Regions from separate parts of the Mus musculus genome. Here region 1 is linked to region 2. The links are chromatin contacts, called in public Hi-C maps. All regions are on one chromosome and are shown on one strand. Each heading gives the region's core, a stretch centred on a gene start, on an enhancer-like site or on the middle of the called end of the contact. The rest is flanking DNA. Distances are from core to core; before and after follow the strand shown. Region 1 has its middle 26 kb from the start of Gm40922. Region 2 overlaps Bmp6 (bone morphogenetic protein 6).

Evidence for each region. A called contact is a pair of places that touch in the nucleus more often than the background predicts.
Region 1: a Hi-C map of Sertoli cells shows a contact between it and region 2, with 2.6 times the contacts expected there. The contact joins two enhancer-like sites. A contact is called at or near these places in 1 of 484 Hi-C or Micro-C datasets (Sertoli cells) and 2 of 9 other capture datasets (adipose tissue and liver).

The regions. Positions count from the first base shown.
Region 1 is chr13:38,577,529-38,583,551 of GRCm38.p6, forward strand. No RefSeq gene overlaps it. Among named protein-coding and RNA genes, the nearest start is that of Gm40922, 26 kb to the left of the region's middle. Within about 2 kb of position 2,708, at least 54 of the 459 cell types and tissues checked have an H3K27ac peak or open chromatin away from gene starts, as enhancers often do. A contact at or near this core is called in Sertoli cells and adipose tissue, where this site is marked.
Region 2 is chr13:38,409,040-38,415,171 of GRCm38.p6, forward strand. The region is part of intron 1 of Bmp6 (bone morphogenetic protein 6); the gene reads left to right. Among named protein-coding and RNA genes, the nearest start is that of 4930579J19Rik, 50 kb to the right of the region's middle. Within about 2 kb of position 1,627, at least 91 of the 459 cell types and tissues checked have an H3K27ac peak or open chromatin away from gene starts, as enhancers often do. A contact at or near this core is called in Sertoli cells and adipose tissue, where this site is marked.

The sequences.
Region 1 (6,023 bases), core at 1,458-3,957, 170 kb after region 2:
TAGGAGGGACACCCCACCTGTTCCTGTGCGACAGGGTTATGGGTGTGTCCTCATTGTCCCCTAAATGACCACATCACTTTCCCCCTCTCCTCCAGAAGTCCAGCCCAAAGGAGGGGTGTCTACAAAATTAAGATTCATGACTACATCCTAGGCTCTGTAACTGACACTCCCTCCATCACAAGGAAGCCTGGCTCATGTCTTCCTGAGCTTGGGGGTTCACGGGTTGTCTACATGCAAGTTAATCAGCTGCCCGGTGTAAGAGCCCAGCTCAAGAATACTGACACTTCATCACCATTGGGATTCAACCAAGAGACCAAAGACAAAAGTGCTACTGTCAAATCATGCGGCGCTTGCCCCAGCCTGAGCCATGGGGCCTCTCCTTAATTTGTAAAAGCTGAAAACAAATGTAGGAATCCTAGCAGAGATCTTTCTCTTTGGGGGACTGAAGTAACTAACTTACAAAAACCAACCTGTCCACATAGCAAGCACAAGGAGTGCTGTAAAATCACAGCGAGGAGCACTCTGCCCTTGGTCAGGTAGTCAGTCGGTAACTCTTGCAGAGGCCTAATGAATTCTCCTAGAGATGAAACTATAGACCAGGAGCTGCCTATGACAAAGTGTCAGTCCAGGGTAGAACACACTGTGTCCTTAGTGTTAACCTCAGTCCTTTATCGCAAACTCAGTTATTAATCCGTGAAGCGTTGAGACCAGGAGCGGGAATTCTATCAGAGTCTAGTGATAAATAACACCATCAAAGAGGATGCTACTGGTGTATTTAATGGTTTGGGTTGAAGATGCCTGCAACCAATGTATTCCATTTGCCCTTGTTCCAGCTCTGTAGCAATGCCTGAACCATGATATCTGGGATGATCTATGTCTGATCATTATAGACAGATGTTTGCTTTGGCTCTCAGTTCTGCATATTTCTGACTACGATTAGGTGGACCTGTTGCTTTTAGGGTTCTAGTATGACACAGCAGAGGAAAACGGAGAGAGAGGGGGAGAGAGAGAGGAGAGAGGGAGAGAGAGAGAGAGAGAGGAGAGACTAAGTTCCCGTATTCACTGTCAAGTTAATAACCTCCCCCCACCCCCAAACACAAAGCTAAACCCATCCCAGCAGCCTTCACCTCTTAAAGGCTCCATTATCTTCCAATAGCACCTCTCTAGGGACCAAGAACATGGCCTTTTGGAGAACATTCGAGATCCACATACCCAACAGACAGTGAATTTTGCCAGTAGTCAATGTTAGTTGAACTACTCTACTTAGCTGTTCTCAACCGTCTTTGAATTATGAATCCATCCCAAGGTTATGTCAGTCATTCTGAGGATGGTTTATATGGCAGTCAAAGCTTCAACTTTGCTGGATGTGGTCACACACACACCTATAATCTCAGCACTTTGGAGTTGAATGCAGGAAGATCCAGTGTTCTGGGCCAGCCTCAGCCACACAGTTAGTCTGAGCTACACAGTTAGTTCACCTTCACAATAGATAAAAAGCAGATATCCCCTACTTTTTGCTCTTTTTGGTCCCTCTTTCATGATAATCCCTGAACCCTAGGGGAGGGGTTTGCTATAGATGTCTCATTTAGAGATGAATCCTTCGTGGTTTTCAGCAAAACAGTATTTTCTGCACACGGTAGAGCCATTGCCCGCATGAACTCACAGTGGCTGGGACTGCATGCATAAGACCTGTACAAGACCAAGCCGGCCGAACTCCTAGCACGGAGATGATCAAGAAGGGTTCATGTACGCCACCCCCCATCCGAGGAGCTATGGCGATGGAGGGAGAAGAGTAAGTTTTCTTCAGGGATGCAACCCCTGAGCAGTAACCGCGCTCTAGCAGATCCTCTTACACCCATGCACATACAGGCAGCGGTAAGTGGTCTCGGTGGGCTTTAAAAGGAAAGATCACATGACGTCGGAAGAGAAAAGAGGTGGGAGAGAACCGGAAGGAGCTGGAGAGAAGAAGGGTGGGGGGGTGGGTCTGATTGGAGCATGCTTAAAATTCTCAAACAATAAAAAAAAAAGGATCTTTCCTTCTTCCTCCCTTCCTCCCTCCCTCCCTTCCTCCCTCCCTCCCTCCCTCCCTCCCTCCCTCCCTCCCTCCCTCCCTCCCTTCCTCCGAGACAGGGTCCCACCTGCAGCCTTGGCTGACGTGGAACTCACTATGTAGACTAGACATGCCTGGAGCACACACAGAGATGTGCCTGCTTCTTCCTTCTGAGTGCATACACTAATGGCCTGGACCATCAAGCCCAGCTCAAGTGCTTTTTCAGAGAGCAACACATTGTCTCCTCAAGATTAACTGCAAGCATTAAGTGCTTTACAGGATCCAGAAATAAATGTAGTCCTTCTGGCTAGCACCGGGGCATCTAACTGTGTTGACAGTGTGACCCCAGCAGCAACTAGAAAACTCTGTGCGAATTGGCTACTCTATCTCCCTTCCTTTTCCCTGTCTGCCAGGTGGGGGCCTTGATGTCCAGTGGCCGACGGTCGTCTGGCTCTTGGTGGCACCCGCCTGTTATCACTGTCTGGCAAGCCACCGCTTTGCTTCCAGAACCTTGGAGCCTTCCAGGGCATAAGCCGATAAGGGATTCTCAGGCCATGGTGCCAGGGGCTTTCTTGGCGAGGGTCTGAGGAAGGCCATTGTTGTCGCTTGCTGTTATCTCTTACGCTGACTCCACTTGGCCGAGGTGCAAAGCCCATCACTGCAGTGTGGAAACGGCTGCTGGACACCGGAGGAGCCGGCGCGTCCATAAACATGGGGCGCGCAGGAAATAGCAACCAGCCTTGCAAACAAAAAGAGAAACATTCTCAAGTTTATTGGATGCTGAGATGTTTGTCCTTGGTACTGCTGCCCGGCTTTATCTCACTCCACAGCCTTCCTATGGAAGAAGCAGGGAAGTGAGCGCTTTATCAGTGGGGATCGGAGGTAATGTTTATGTTTGGCTGACATCGCTCGGAAAGTATTTTTGGTGCCGAGGGTACTGTTTTTGTTCGTTGCAAACGTCTGTCTTGGCCATTCCCTTCTTTGTTAAGACTCCATATTCTAGGAAATCCCCAGTCAACTAAGATGCTTCTTGTCTCCCTAACCCATCAGGGAACCTCCAGACTATGGCCTCTTGGAAGGGCAAACTGCCAGCATGCTCCTGAAAGGACAGCAACAGAGTGGAACCCCTCCCCATGGGCGGCTGCGGCTAGAGGCAGACACACCTACATGGAGATATCTGCTCTGTGCATGCCCCCTGCAGACACTATTGTGATGTTGCACCCTGTCCTCTGGACCAGTTCTGCAACATCTTTGCTAAGCAGCTCCTATACCAAGTATCAGGATAAGCGCCCCGGGGTGGGTCAAAGGCCAGTTCTCAACAATGTAGCAGGAACTGAGGGTCCGCATGAGATTCAAACTCAACCGTTAAAGATGCAATGCCACCTTCAGGATTCAGGGAGTACTGCAGAGTGAGGGAGCTGACTACAGCCATCTTCCCACCCAGAGATCTTAAGTCAACAAGAGCAACCAACTTTACAAAACCACCTAAGATAGAGTAGTGCTATCTGCGGTGACTTGGGATAGCTCACATTAATCCTGTAGTGAGAGTTATAGGTTATGACTATATCTCTGATTCCTCTAGGAAACCGGTTCTAACCCAATACTTGCATTGGTAACATTGTCTTCCTTGCTCAGAAAAGCACCTTCATTTGGGTGGCAAATGGTTCTCTCTTCTCGAGCTGTACCAACAGCACAGCTGCACTGTGGGGCCCCTGACCTCCTGTACTTTCATTTCATTTGGTTTCAACAAACACTCCTCAGAACAGCTGCGGTGTAAAAATTCATTAAATTTAGCTGAAATATGCAAACTGAATATTAGTTGGTTCCGTGCAGAAAGCTTCAATACTACTCTATGTAATTAAAAAGTGACTTCAAAAGTTATCAGATAAAATAAAATAAATGGTATTTGATATTAAAAAAAAAAAAAAGAAAAGAACAGCTGCGGATCAGCTGGGTGTCCTGGCACACACCTAGTGCTAGCACTAGGGAGGTCAAGGGTGAGAAGATTGCAAACTGAAGGACATTTTGGGTACATGGTGGGCTCCAGGGCAGGCTAGACTGTATACTAAGGGGGGGGGGAGGAGGAGAAGGACAAAAAGGAGGGAAAGAGGGTGAGGGAGGAGGAGAGGAAGAGGGAAAGGGAGGATCCAGTGAGCCAGTCATGGTGACACTTGCCTGTAATCCCAGCACTGAGAACAACATCCATTGTTTAAAGTTATCCTCAGCAGTAAGGCACATTTGAAGCCAGCCTGGGATACTTGGGATCCAATGTAAATGAATGAATGAATGAATGAATGAATGAATGAATAAATAAATAAATAAATAAATAAATAAATAAATGTAAAACAAACAAAAACTAACAACAAAGCGATTCATGTCCTGACAGTTCACAGGGGAGAAACAGAGCCCCAGGAAGGTGGGCTAACTTGTCCAGGGTCACACACACACAGATTTTAAGGACATTTCTACAAACCCTAGGATACCAAGTTCTCTCCTCCATAGCATGTTGATTTTGAGGTGGGGGTATCTCTCCATTAACTGGGGTCTCAGGTGTGTTTTAAGTAGCAAGAAGTGGGGCTACAGGAGGTGAGATTCCAGGACCCCCCCCCCCACACACACACAAGTAGCTAAGGCTTGAACAGTGAGGCTGAACAAGGCGAGCCAGGGAGGGAACTGGGGGATCACTATAAGATGACCAGGGAGGAAGGCAGATGGATGGAGACTTGAAGCTGACGCATCCCTGCCACCTTTGAGCAGCAACCAGAGGGTGTGGCTTCTTTAATATAATGTGTCTGGCCACAGTAACGGTAAGAGCAGGCAGTGCCCATTGCACCTGTCAGCCAGTGCACTGGTGAGAAATAGGACAAGACGATGTGGCCAGGGCAAGATGATGTCATTTGCAACTAATGAATGTGGCAGGAGTGCAGATGTCTGGGAAATGGATGTGTTCTTCTCTTTTCTGTGAAGCTATAGTCTTCTATGGGTCCCAGGTCTTCCTTAAAAGTACTCAAGCCAATGCGATGAGTCTAAAGGGTTTTGTTTTTTACAGTGCTGGGGCTAGAACACAGTGCTCTACCACTGAGATGCAGCCCTGTTTGAGTTTACAGTTTCTACATCCCTTGCCGTACAAGCCCAAGGCATTGCTGCATATAGCCTTTGTTTTCGTAGCATATCTTTCATACGGACAGCTGCCAGGGTGCTTGGCCCTTTAAGGAGAACCCTCTGCTGTGCTGTTAGCAGCATCACTTCTGAGACACAGAACTGGGTTGTTTTTATACCAAGCCACCCATCCAGAGAAGAACTTACTCAGACCTATGCTAAGAACTAAGGAAACAGATACAGAGCCGTGGCAGCTGCTGCCAAGAAGTTGTTTGGCTCGCCAGTGGAATTTCCTAGTTCCCATGTTGCTCTTGGCTGTGAAAAAATTAGATGTTTGAAATGTTATTATCTAAAAAGGATAGGTTATGCCACTTAGTGAGAGGGAAAGACCTCATGGGTGTGACGGGGTGGGAGGGAGTGCTGGTGGAGATCTTAGCAGGGGCCCAGGAGAGAGCCTGAGCAACCAGCTCTTTACAGAATGACAAGCTGTGTCACTATCCCTACAACTTGAGTGAAGGGTGGCAAAATGACATTCTGGGGTTGCTTTCAATGGCCTTTAAGAAAGAGAGCCAGCCGGGGGTGGTGGCGCACACCTTTAATCCCAGCACTCGGGAGGCAGAGGCAGGTGGATTTCTGAGTTCGAGGCCAGCCTGATCTACAGAGTGAGTTCCAGGACAGCCAGGACTATACAGAGAAACCCTGTCTCGAAAAAAACCAAAAGAGAGAGAGAGAGAGAGAGAGAGAGAGAGAGAGAGAGAGAGAGAGGGAGAGAGAGAGAGAGAGAGAGAGAGAGAGAGAGAGAGAGAGAGAGCCAATTCTCTGTTCCAGAAGGAAGACAGTCCTCAGGAATGCTTGCTAGATACTCAAGTGGAAC
Region 2 (6,132 bases), core at 377-2,876:
TTAGTAACTTAGTTACTGAGAAATACATTGAGCTAACTTAGATCCTCAAACCTTGATTGAAAAAAACGAACAACAAACAACTTTGATTTCTATTGTAATAATGCACAAGATGCTAAAGCAACTTGAAGAATGTGTGTTTGCTCTTTGATTAACTGTTTCCCCCCTCTCCCCCACAAAGAGTGTCAAAAAATTCTCAAGGCAGAAGTCTGGATTCCAGCAGATGGATTTGGTCTCCAGACTACATGTACCATGAGAAAGGAGCTCTAGCTTATTCTCCCTCTTCCTCTCTGTGGCCAGCTGTCGTGGGGACACTGCTCAATGGCATTCTGGAAATCTCTGTGTTGTCCCCCAGAGAGCATTGCGAGACTCACCTCTCCTGTACGCTGTTAGGAACACCTGGGACAGTATATTGCCTGAGGTAGCTTGTGTAGGCTGGGGTCTCGTCTCTGAAGTATGATGCCCCTATAAATCTTCATGGTCACACTCAGAGAATTCTTGTTGTGTGCTACAGATGGTTTATAGTTTATTTCCAAACAGCTGTTTTTCCCTTCTTTAGTCTGTTTTTCTTTTATTTATTTCTTTTTCCTTTTTTTTTTCTTTTTTGCCCCCAATAAAATCCTTCCGGAAACCATTCAGCTCGCATCCTTGGCGAAGTGCTTTGCAGAAGCCTTCAGGTTCCCTGTCACGGTTACACTCTTGCCAGCACCTGTTGCTAGGGCCACTCGATTTAGCAGGTTGCTGTTTGGAAAGCTAGACATTCAGTGGATGTGTGTCAAAACTGCAGCCTCAACTGCCCTAGAACAGAGCAGCCCCCAGCGATGAGTAGCCCCTTCCTGCTGTTTCATGAGAGTGTAGAAAGTGGAGATTACAGGGTGCTGCACTCATGATTGACAGCCAGCTCATCAGAGCATCATGTAGGAAAGCCCCCTTTGTAGATTTTTGGTCCTGAGTTTGAAGGAAGTAGTTTCTTAAAGGTACCCTGCTTTGGCATTCCCTTTAGTCTTTGCCAACAACTAGCTGTCCCTGACCTTTAAGAGATATGGACAGGAGGAGGAATTGAGACCCACAGATAATCCTTAAATCTTGTTAATGGTTTTCACATCCTTAGCTACGATCATTTTCCCCAGAGCTGCCCCCATGGTGCTAAATGGCTAGTTTAAATGCAGTCTCTACTTGTCCTCCCCCCCCCCCCCCCCCCCGCTAATCCTCTGCTCAAGGGTCAGGGGTGGTGAGAGGCAATAAAAAAAGAAGTCCAACCAGGGAGGGAGAGATGCACCGAGGCAGCCTGTCAACTCTTAGAAAGGGAGGGAAATGTATCTGCATGTCTCCTTCGCCAGTTGTATGAGTACAGGCTCACCATCTGTGCCGCAAACATTGACACGGGGGTCGGCGGTGGGGTGGGGAAGCACCACAGTGAGTCAGCGGCCCCGGGATGGAGTTACACCTCTCAAGCCGCTATCAAGTATTTAGGGATGAAGTGCACAAAGCCCTGAGAGTGAGAACAATCCGTAAAGGCGGGTTTGGCCAGCTCTCAAAAATCTTAGACAGTTGCAACACAGTCCTTGGCTCCGATGCTGGATTTTTCCCATTCATGCACATATTTTGACAGATGAATTGTTGCAGACTGTGAAAAAGCTCTGCAAGGAATCCATTCTGTCCCTCTCTCTGAGCAGGGCTCCATCTGCTCGTAGCCTTCCGGCGAGCAAACCCAGGTGCCCTGCCTTCTGAGTCATGTGCCCCTTGGCTCCTGGTCAGCCTTAGCTGCTCTCTCTAGAGAGGTCTAGGTCACACTGGGGGGCCGATCTGTGTATGTGTTAGGCTGGAATGAGCCTCGATTTGCTAAGCCCTGGACACTGGTATAAGTCTTCTGGAATTTGTATTTCTTAATTCCTATGGAATGCTTATTACTTTCATTATAGCAGTAAGATTTTTTTTTTTTGAAAAACAAAACAAAACAAAACAAAACAAAACAAGACTCAGAAGCCCACAATCACTTGCCCTTGACATTTTCCTTCCAAAGCCGATAAGTAAGGTCTCATTTATATCTGGCAAGGCTGAGACACCTTCTGGATTTCTGGCTGGTAGATTCTGTTAGTGTTTCTTTTTGTTTGTCTTTGAAATAGAAGCCCACCACGTGAGTCTCGGCTGGCCTTAAGTCCCACTCCTCCTGACCCAGCCTTACAATACAAGGAATACAGATGTGTACCACTGCACTCTGCTTTTAGATAAAAACAGAAAAAAAGCAGGGATGTTTTTCCCTGTGTGGTGGTGTATGCCTATGTCTATCTGGGTACTAGAGAGGCTGAGGCAGGAGGATTTTGAGTACCAGATTAGCCAAGGCAATGCAATGAGACTCCATCTCAAAAAAAAGTAGTTAAAATCAAGCCTTTTTTTTTTTTTTTTTTTTTTTTTTGATGAAGTGGGCCCAGCCTGACATAGTTTTAAATATATAGCTTTAGATCACATGCAATAAATGGGTATGACTGGTGTTTAATTTCAAGGATGGTCCAGCCTCCTAGTATGGGCAGTCTTTGCATAACTCTGGAATTTATTTCTTGAATGACTGGAGTAAAATGAAGGCTTAATCATGTAAGTTTCATCCCTCTGGTATTCTTGTGTGACAGCTTGGTAGAAGCTAACAATAGACCTCAAATTAGGGCCATAGGTCAACCAAAAACCAATCACCTGAGGTAGTCTATTTGGATTAGCTCCCCTTCACCATAATGAACACTCAAGATAAAACAAAATATAAAGATATGCACGTTGGCTCAAAGGTTTGGATGTTTTAGTCCTTGGTTAATCAGCTCTATTATGCTGGGTCTGTGGCATCACCATCCATTGGGATGGGGACCTGGGGAACAAAACCATTCACTTCATAGCTCAGACATGTAAGTGAGGATGGGGACAGAGATGGAGTCCCTTAATTCTCTTTGAGGGCACATGCCACTGACTTGAAGACTTCCTACTAGTCCCTTCCTTTTAAAGAATTCACCTACCAGTGCTGCCATGGAGACCTCGAAGGTCTTTGAGTGACATTTAAGATACATGGATCATAGATCAGCTTCCAGAGATGGACTTTAGATAGATAGTAAGTAACAGCCATGTCAAAGGTGGAACGTGTGTGTTTGTGTGTGTGTGTGTGTGTGTGTGTGTGTATGTGTGATTGTGTATTCATACAAAACTGAGAAAACATTAGCTACTCCCAGTGTGTTCATTGAACAACCATAAACTCTTTAATGTTTTTAAACCATCAAGTAAAGATAAAAAAAAAACACACACACACAAAAACTTGAATAGTTTCTAAGTTGCATGTGACATCCCAAGAGTCCTGACACTGTGTTTATGTTTGAGTATACTCAAACATTCAGCAACACATTAAAGTTTGGAAGTTTTCACCTTCCTACTCGGGAAAATATCCATTGCAAATTATGGGGGCAGGGGCAGTCAGGAATGGTTCTTTGTTTTCTAATTTAAATAAACATTAACATAGATGATCAACCTTGTTGACATATGTCCAACCATATTAACATATATTCCAACCTTATTGGCATATATCCCAACCAACAACACATATAAAATTCTGTATTGAATTCTACCATGTGTATGTGGCAAGGGAGAGACAGTGAGACCTTGTGGTATTGGTTCCCAGCCAATCCTTGCCATGGCTTAGCCTCACCTCTGTTTGTCTTCAGATGACATGTATGTCCTTTGGAATGTGTTCTTAGTGACTTCTTGTATTTAGCACTCATAGCTCTCCCCCGTGGATGTGTGGTATATGTCTGATGATTAGTGGTATATGTTTATAGCATCCAGCTTGATTTGACGTATTTAGAACGAAATGTTACCTGAAATATTTACCATAGTCGGCCATCACTTGTGCTTTATCTAGTCAAGTAATGTACCCACCATGTGAGCTTCATCTTTTTGGGTGAGATGAGTTAGATTACAGTCTACCTGCTTAGCAGATTTCAAGTGTGTGGTCCATGTTATTAACCGTTTTCACCATTGTACGTTAGGTCTGAAGGCTTGAACCATGGAAGCTTTCTAGAGCTGAGACTTGTCCATCCTGTTCTGCATCTCCCTGTCTGTCCTGTAATCTAACACGGTTGATAGAGAATATCTCTACAGCACTTGTTACACAGAAAGACAATGGGAAATTTCCAATAATAGGTGTTTTGGACTTCACAGCTGGCTTGTGGAAGAGGTTTGTTCTGATCCACCTTGGGGAGAGAATGTGAGGTGAAAGACACAAGGACAGAACTTCAAAGTCTCTGCGCCTGACCTTTTCTTAGGGATGTCATTATTTGAGCCCCAAGCCAGGACCCTGAACTTCTGGGAACTTAAGTCAACCCTCATAAACCACCCACACTCATGTCTGCTCTTGAACGACATTGAACCACCCCCCTTGTGAATCCCAACTGGGAGATGACTCTCATTGGGCATGTGGAGAGAAAACTTCTTAAAGTGTTGTGAAAGATAAACAACTGTCTTATTTGACTACTTATAAAAGACCAGGTACAGATGGGAAGACAGTGGAGGGAAAAATGAGCTCCATGAGACCGTGATTCACATGGCTCTGTGATTGAAACTGTATGGCTGGTGTTGAGAGACAAGCAGGCGGACAGGATGGCAGATGCCCGAGTCTCCTAGGAATGGGCCACTCATACCTAAGCAGCCAGTTCCAAAATGTTCTGACCAAAATACATGGGTCCAGTCTTCATTGTCTATCTTGTGGGAGATGACGTTCCCCAAATAGCCTTTTACAAATGACCCCCCTATCTTTTAAAGGTAAAGAAGGTTCTTTGGGGCTCTTTGAGCTTGAACAACCCCCAAGTCCATGGAGCATGGCTGCTTTTCACAAACTTCCACCTGCCAAGGAAAGGGGCTGTGGGACTAGATAGCATCCTGTGCCTGAGACCCATGTCCCTGTCTTTTTGCTTATTCCACTGTGTGAGATTTTATCTAGGGAGTGGCAGAGAGTGCTTGTCAGACAGTGGCCACTTGGCAGCCATTTTGGTTCTTGGATGTCAGTAGTACTAACAGAATTAAATGGGACACAAACCTTCATTTTCTGTCACCTGTATTGTCCAGGGCTGTTTCCCACCATTGCCATTGAAGAATAGGTATCTTCCAATTCCTCCTCCACCCCTGAGTACCTCACAAATCCACCCATCCCTGACCACTGTCATGTTCAAATATGCCTACAGACTCCTCCCCAGGGCACCAAAATAAGCCTGGCTCTTTCTTTTCCAAGTGCCCCTCTCCAGCCTGTTTCCCACTCTGTACTCTAGGTTGGAAATCTTACTGATTAGCTTTTCCTCATAGGGTTGGATCTCAGTTACTGAGTTTGTATGGCTTCAGAACATAAGTGGCAAGTATATGTCTCTTCTTGGTTATCATTTTTTCCCGCCAGGAAAATCCACTGGACTAGGTTTTCACATTTTCTACTCTCTCGTCTCTTCCCACTTTGATATATGCCGTGTAACAGTCCGTTTTGTGACACTATGACTAAATGACTGATGCCAGGTTCGTTCTACATAATAGAAGTTTAACTATCTCAAGTTTTAGAGTCAGAGTCAAGGGCTGGGTGGTCTCATTGACTTGATATATAGTGAGGGCCTTCCAGGCTGAGTACCATAACCATCATAGGAACTTGTAGGACAGTGAATGATCACCTGGTAGGGAAAGAACACAGAACACGGAAAAAAAAAAAAGACAGCCTTATTGTATTATAACTTCCTCTCAATAGGACTAGCAGATCCCACAAGAATCACCTAGTCTTCCTGAAGACCATGTGCTCAACCACTTCCCGCCATGCTCTGCCTATTCCAGGTCCTATCGCCTTTCCTCATTATCAGGCTGACGACCTTTTGCCAACACATTAACCTTCAGAGGAGAAACCACCTCAGAAACATAGCTCTCCTAGACTTTGAGGCACCTAGTCCAGGCCAATGTGTCATGCTCATGTGGCTGTAGAGCCATTAGTTTCAGTCTTAAGCACATGCTGGGCATCCCAGCAATCCCCTCCACCCTCTGGGATCCTTACTTTCCACAATGTTTTTCTGAGTTATGCAAGCAGCTACATCCACCCTTCTGCCCCTGAGTGTTGTGGGCTGTTGATGCTTTGCAGGG